Linked DNA regions of Ovis aries: region 1 is linked to region 2. A link is a contact called in public Hi-C data. All regions are on one chromosome and are shown on one strand. The core of a region is the stretch at or near the end of the contact, and the rest is flanking DNA. Distances in the headings are between cores, read along the strand shown.

The links. Hi-C and Micro-C count contacts between places; a contact is called where the count stands out from the background.
Region 1: a Hi-C map of mixed tissues shows a contact between it and region 2, with 2.1 times the contacts expected there. The contact joins the promoter of TEC here to the enhancer-like site in region 2. A contact is called at or near these places in 2 of 16 Hi-C or Micro-C datasets (liver and mixed tissues).

The regions. Positions count from the first base shown.
Region 1 is chr6:67,665,069-67,668,812 of ARS-UI_Ramb_v3.0, reverse strand. TEC (tec protein tyrosine kinase) reads left to right here and starts at 1,793. Exons shown (of 19, transcript XM_060417079.1): 1 at 1,793-1,832.
Region 2 is chr6:67,616,512-67,620,153 of ARS-UI_Ramb_v3.0, reverse strand. All of the region lies in intron 2 of TEC (tec protein tyrosine kinase), which reads left to right. Among named protein-coding and RNA genes, the nearest start is that of TRNAW-CCA, 43 kb to the left of the region's middle. Within about 2 kb of position 2,128, at least 5 of the 54 cell types and tissues checked have an H3K27ac peak or open chromatin away from gene starts, as enhancers often do. A contact at or near this core is called in liver, where this site is marked.

The DNA.
Region 1 (3,744 bases), core at 544-3,043, 49 kb before region 2:
CCTCAAAGAACACCTTCCCTGGGGGAAATTCTTTAACCAGTCAACAGGCAGCAGAGAAGAGACTGGGGCTGCGAAGAGGCAAGATCACCAAAGAGAAATTTTACTAGATTCATTCTGAGACATCATACTCAAGGCCCTCACCTGAGTGAAAGAGGTTTTGGAATCAGAAAGCCTTGGTTCAAATCTGTGCTCTCTTCCCATCGCCCCTTCCTCTTAGGCAAATCATTAATCATCACATTTTTTTTTTTTTCTGTAAAAAGGAATCTTATCAGACTTCTCGGGGTTATTGTATGAGCAAAAGAGAGATAATATATAGGAAGGCATGCTTTTAGGTCTCCAACAAGCAGGAGGTAGAATGAGGATTAATGAATGTGACTTTCCCTTTGCTTCATCTTCAGGCTGACTACCTGGCTGATCAGCTCCCAGCTCCACTGTCACCTCCTTTGAGAAGCCTCGGGAACAACTAGATCTGTGGTCTTTCCCTCCCCACACTCTCAAATCCATCACCCTACTGTATTTTAGTCAGGAGGCTTCTTGCACCTGCAATGGCTTCATTTTTCACTTGCTTATTGATGACTGACTGTCCCTTTCGCCCCATTATACTAAAAGCTTCTGGAGGGCAGAGTCCTTGTATTTCTCTGGGCTCTAACAGCTCATGAGACATGTGCTGTGCCGTGCTTAGTGGCTCAGTCGTGTCTGACTCTTTGCAACCCCACAGACTATATAGCCCGCCAGGCTCCTCTGTCCACGGGATTCTCCAGGCAAGAATACTGGAGTGGGTTGCCATTTCCTTCTCCTCATGAGATATGGTGGACACTCAAATTTGGTGAGCCAGGAGAGCTGTGGTTTAGCGTTCAAAATCAGGAGGCAGACTACAGGGATTTGAATTCCAGCCTTTCAATTTGTTGTTGGGTGACATTAGGTAGGTTCTTTAAATTCTCTGTGCCTTTCACCCTACATAAACTGGTGGACTTTTATGGAGTCGCAGAGAGTCAGAAAGGGCTGAGCCACTGAGCGAGAACACACACACACACACACACACACACACACACACACACCCGACCACATGACCTGTTGTGATAGTTCCATGGGGTCACACACACAAACACACCACATGACCTGTAGGTGTATCAGATGCGCTCTGCTGCTTCAGGTTGGACAGAAAAAGACTTATTCTTTTGGTAACACACACACACACACACACACACACACACCCCGACCACGTGACCTGTTGTGATAGTTCCATGGGGTCACACATGCACACACACACCACGTGACCTGTAAGTGTATCAGATGCGCTCTGCTGCTTCAGGTTGAACAGAAAAGACTTATTCTTTTGGTAAAACTGGCTGCTTCGCTCCACCTCACTGCGTTACCACCTGGCTCGCCACCATTTAGCGGAAGGGGAGGTGCGGTCCCTAGTTCCGATCGAGTCCCCGCTCACCCACAGGTGGCACTGCTCGGGGCTCTCCCGGGCCAGGGGTGTCCGTGTCCTCGCGGGGCGGTTGAGGGGGGCAGGAAGGAGGAGGTTCCTGCGTCCAGGAAACACCAGGGACGTTCCCGCGACTTCCTCGAAACTTCCGCTGGGTCCCGGGAGTCGGAACGCGTAAGCGACCCACTCCCACCTTCAGTCTCAGCACCGCAGCAGAGCAGTGGGAACAGGTCGCCGCCGGCCTCCGGCAGCTGGAGGCGGAGCCCTCGCGGGCCGGGCGGTCGCCGGGCCGGTCGGGGCGGGGAGAGCCGAGGAGGGGGCGGGGCTCCAGGCACAGGACTCCGAGGCTCGGGCGGACTTCAGTGTCCCGGGCTCCGCGAAGCCGCTGCGCTCCAGCCAGGTAAGGGCGCTGCGGGCAGGCGAGGGCGGCCCAGGGCCTGCGCCACTCGGGGCGGGGAAGGGTGGGTGGGGATGTGTGCGGCGAGAGGAGAGTTCCAGCAGCTCAGAGGCTGACTCTCGTGGAACCAGGAAGGATTTTCTCTACCCCGCGCGGCCGTGAGCCCGAGCGCGCCGCCCCAGGTGAGGAACCCCGTCCCCTGCGGGCTACGGAGGGACAGGTGCGCGTCCCGGCGTAGCCGCGCCTTCCGGCGGCCCCAGCCTCTCGGTCTCCCGGGCTCCGGTGCTGGCTTCTCCCGAGGAGCGCCCGCCCTTCTCCTTGAGTCTCGGGACAGAGGCCGCCCTGCCCCAAATTCAGCGTTGGGTTCACTTCCCAGCCGCGCCGCGGACTTCATTCCTTCTCTCTGCTTGGGCAGCAGCGAAGTCTTGATGCGAGAGTTGGCAGAATCGACAGACTTTCCACGGTTGCATGTGTCTGAGTGCCTGTCCCCACCAGCCTTACATTTTTTTTTTTTTCAGCCTTACATTTTTAAATCTGGGAAACTGTGTATGAATCTTGATAGCAGGGAGTCGGTGAATACATGTGTTGGGAAAACTAGGGCCTTGACTCCGGGGTGTGCGCTTTCCTTCAGATCCTAAATTTCCTTTTGGTTTGATTTTGTTTTTTTTTTTTTTCCTCCATGGAAGAACAAGAAGTTGCTGTGTATCAGATTCGGAAACAGTCTCATCTGTTGCCATTCTTTGGAAACTGGAAGACTTGATTAGAAGGGTAGGTCTCAGTGTTAAGTTAGAACAACAGGATGACTGGTGGCTAAGTGGGTTTGAAGCTTATCCAGAATAGTTAAGTGTTCTGAGCATATACCCTGTGTTTTTCCAGTGAATGCCCATTTTTTTTCCTCTTCGGAAATTCTGAGAATTCACTTTTTTTTCTAGATAATTCTTCCCTAAAGAGCTAGAAAGGAGGAAACACTCCAACAAACCAGTAGGTTTCCCAAGTAAGTTTAGGATTTAACAGGTTGGTTTGTGATACTGGTAGGTTAGTTGTTGAGAATTGCATGGAGTGTCATGATTTACATGGAGAATAGAAAATGTGTATAACAGTCTCCTTAAGTATTTGAATTTTTTATTTTTTTTTTGGTTTAGGCACATTTTCATTGTTTAGGGAAAAACCATACTTTCCCAATACTCGTTAATCTGATCAGTATATTCTTTTGTCAGTTCTAGGTGCTTACTGCATTTGTGTTAATGATCTTGATTCTTCCCAGAGGGTGTGTACATTTTGGTTTGTAGAACTGTATAGGGCAAGCGTTGCAAACACATGGGAATCAGTGTTGTTTGACTGGCAAACCTCTAGTTTGCCACACACAGGTTCTTGAACTAGAATTTTGACATCTTCCCAAATAGAAAAAAAAAAGAATATTAATGTATGCTCTAGCACTGTCAACCTGTTCCTTGCTTATTGTGTATCAAAATAGTCATATTTTGTCAGCAGCTAGTCACTCAAGGGCAGAGTCTATGTTTTATCAGATCTTAGTGAATCTCAAGAAAAAGGCGATCTTTGCTTCCTAAGTTGACCCTGGACAGGATGGCAGGTGGCATTGTGGCTGTGTCTGGCCACTTTTTGCTTGAGGAAGAATTGCTGGTAGAGACCTTCCTCTGTGTGTACAGAGCGCTGGCAGCCTGAGCCTTGCGCTCCAGGCATATCTCTACCTACAGGTTCCTCCAGGTTGACCTGGTTGGTGCCTCCCTTCCCCACCCCAGCTCTTCCAGCTCCTTGGCTTCCATCCCACTACACTGCTCCCTGGGATTCCACCCCTGGAGAGAATCATTTTCTTGTTCAGGGCAGGGATAGTCCACGTAGTTGACAGGGCTGTTGACACCCAGCTTGGTGCATAGATGCTGTTGATGATGGGGCT
Region 2 (3,642 bases), core at 879-3,378:
GCCTTAGGTATACCCATGTCCCCGCTCTCCTGGGCCTCCCTCCCATCTCCCTCTCCATTCCACCCTTCCACCTGTCCCCGAGCCCCTGTTTGAGTTCAGAGTCATAGAGCAGATTCCCATTGGCTGTCTATTTTACATATGGTCTTGTGAATTTCTGTTACTCTCTCCAATACATCTCCCCTTCTCCCTCCTCTCCTCCCACTGCCCATAGGTCTGTTCTCCGTGTCTGTTTCTCCACTGCAGCCCTAAAAATAAATTCACCAGTACCATCTCTTAAGATTCCATATATATGTCTCTGTATATGATATTTATATTTCTCTTTCTAAAGTGTAACTCATTTTTGATACTTATGTTATTGTTTTTTTCAGTGCATTTAATTAGTTAATCTGATTAAATGGGGTATAGTTACTTTACAATGTTGAGAGTTTTATTTTATTTTTACCAGCTAACTGCAAGATCCTCATTTGCCAGTGGCATTCATTGAGTGTGATGGGAGCAGTTCTCCAACATTATTCTCATTATTGACTTTTTAAAAACCCTCGTCTTTTGAACATTTGATGTTGAATGTTGCATTCCCTCATTCACTGAGAGAAAATGACCCACAAAGAAGCAGAACCTAGTAATGTGGAAGGAATATTTGGAGCCTATGTGGTCAGTTGATCAATGAGTAGTTTCTATGTTAAGACAACTTTTGATTCTCTCTAGAATGCTTAACTATGAATCTCCTGTAGTGTAAGTATATGAGATGATGTGTTGAGGTATTATAAGCAGATAGGGTGGGGCTCCTCAGAGGAAGAGAACTCAGCCATCCTAGGCCTAAATCATTTTGTGATCTAGCCCAGCCACAGTGCTCACTCTTGCAGAAGAATAGGTCTCAATAGTTAATGATTTTATAGGAGCAAAAGAAGGTAAAACTGAGCAGATATAATCAGGCCAGGGAGATAACTTTACCATGATATATCAGTTGTACTGTTTCAAAGGTCAGGATTAGCCTGAAGCACATTCTTGAGCTGTTTTGCAGAATGCAAACCCTCGTGGGGGCACAATTTCCAGATCCACTGGAACCTAAGGAATGATGATGGTGACCTTTGCTGACCCTCCCAACTTCCATCAACTTGTGCTGGACTCTGTCAACCTTTCCCCAGTTCTATGCTGAATTCTCTTTGCTCCAGCCCCAGTCTTGCTGTTTGGGGAGATAATGCTCTGGGAAGCGTCCTTGTTGTCCTCCTTACTTGCTGCAAGTAATAAATCCTTCCTTCTGCTCTTCTGTTTGAGTCTGTCTTTTGGCTCGATACCTGCCAAGAGGTGAAACCAATTTTCTTGTAATAGTATTGCTCATGGTTTCTTTTGTCAAAACTTTTTTCTCCATCCGCTGTTCTTTTTATCTCTCTTTTTTTTTCTTCATTTTTATCAGCCAGGAGACCCTCAACCACAATCATAGCCAAAGACCCCAGCAGGGTCCTTTGTTGTGAACCCCAAACCTGCCCTAAAGAGTATATGTTAAATTATTGCATATACCTGTGTTATATGGACAGTAGGAAACCACTATCTGTAGTGAAGTACTGCAAGTCCACCCCAAGTCCAACATCTTGATCACCAGCCATATGGCTGGACAGGCGCTGCATACCCAGGAGAGATAAGTCAGCTGACTTATGTAACTTTTGCCTTTTGACCTTTTGAGTCTAATCTAGACCTAGGTTCAGTAGATCAACAAACTACTCAAAACTTTGTAGCCTGTTACTGAGCAACTAGCTGAAAGGAGACATAGTCAAGACTTTAAGAAAATACAGTTTATCCCTGGGTGCCTTGTTTAATAGGTAAGGAAGACTTGCAGGCTAAACTTTTACTCTCAGCTGAGAGCTAAAAAAGTGCCTGATCCTGGAATAGCACCAATTCGTGATATTAAATGGGGAGCCTAGAATGTACCCTTTATTCTGATTAAAGTCAGCCGAGCATTTCCCTTCTTTTTGCTTGTGTTTCTGCTGTTCAGTTCCCCTTTTACAAAAGAAAATTGGGGCTTAAGCTGGGGTTTACATTGTAGAAGAGAGCAGGATAAAGTTTGTTACTATATAGTACCTATCCATTTTAGGTACTTTTGAATTGAACCATAACCCACAGAAACTGTTGGCAGGCATACAGCATTTGATTTCTCAGATAATTGTCAGTCTGATGTTTATTCATGCTAGATTTCTTAACATTACAAACAGGCTCAAACTTTTTGGTAAACCTATGATGAAATGTGTAATAGCCAATGTGTTCTGATGTAAACTTCTGAAATTGAGAGCTTTAACTACATTACTGCTCTCAGAGCATTGCCAAGTACTAGACTGAGTTAGATAATATTGTTGATTTGTATAGGTAAAATATTGCTGAACATTGACATTTTCATATGGCTTAACATAGTAAGATGAGAATTTCAACAACCTTTGATCACTCTGCTTCTTCCTGTAAGGAGTTCATCCTTTCTCTACCCTGACAACTAGGGTTTCTTAATTACTATATTCCTTACCGTCCTCTTGTTTGGTAATTCATAATCATCTCTGTACCCCTGATTGATTAAAAATATTGTGAAAGGATTTATATAATAGGCTGGATAACCTTAGTAGCCATTTAAAAAAACATTTTTCTTCAGGCAGAATTTTTATGATAAAGGAGTTCTTAGATCTTTTGGCTAAAATTGGTAGACCATGAAACCGAGAACCATTAGTTTGGTACTTAGATTTGTAACACTAGACGGAGAATACAACTTCATGGTGGTTTGGATTTCTCTTTGGTGAAACAGTGAACAGTGTCTGTTCTCTACTTTAGAATATTGGTATTCAGATAAGCAACAAGGATATACTGTATAGCACAGGGAACTATATTCATATCTTGTAAAAACTTACAATGGAAAATAATCTGAGAAACATAACTGAATTACTTTGCTATACACCTTAAACTAACACAGTGTTGTAAGTCAACTAATACTTTAATACAAAAAGAATATTGATGTTCAAAGACTCATGTGTTGTTTTTCAAGCTTTTAGCAATTAGCAGTCAGAGTAAAGAAAAGAATGTTCTTGTGCTCACTGTTAAGGAGACACAGAGAAAAGGGTCTTAAGTTGTAGCTCTTAGTTTCATTTTAAAAAGATATTTGTAACCCAGAGTTGGTTCCTTTGTGATTCTTTTGTCTGAAAGGCTCAATCCTTTTTGGTGTGGAAAATGGGAGAATCACCTGGAGGACTCTGAAATTTTGTTTCATCTTGTTTTTTCCTTTGGAGCATCAAACCGATTCTTTCACTCAGAGTGATTGTCTCCAGTTTTCTTAAAATTAATTATGTCTGTATGTATTCTTATTGAAGTACTGTTGATTTACAATGTTGCATTCATTTCAAGTGTATAGCAAAATGATTCAGGTATATATATATATATATATATATATATATGTATATTTCAGATTCTTTTCCCATGTAAGTTATTATACAATATTGAGTATAGTTCCCTATGCTATACAATAGGTCCTTGGTAGTTGTCTATTTCATTTATAGTAGTGTATGTATGTTAATCCCGAGCTCCTAGTTTATCCCCCCCTTGCCCCTTTCCCCTTTGGTAACCGTAAGTTTGTGTTCTGTGGTCTATTTCTTTTCTTTTTTTAAAAAATCT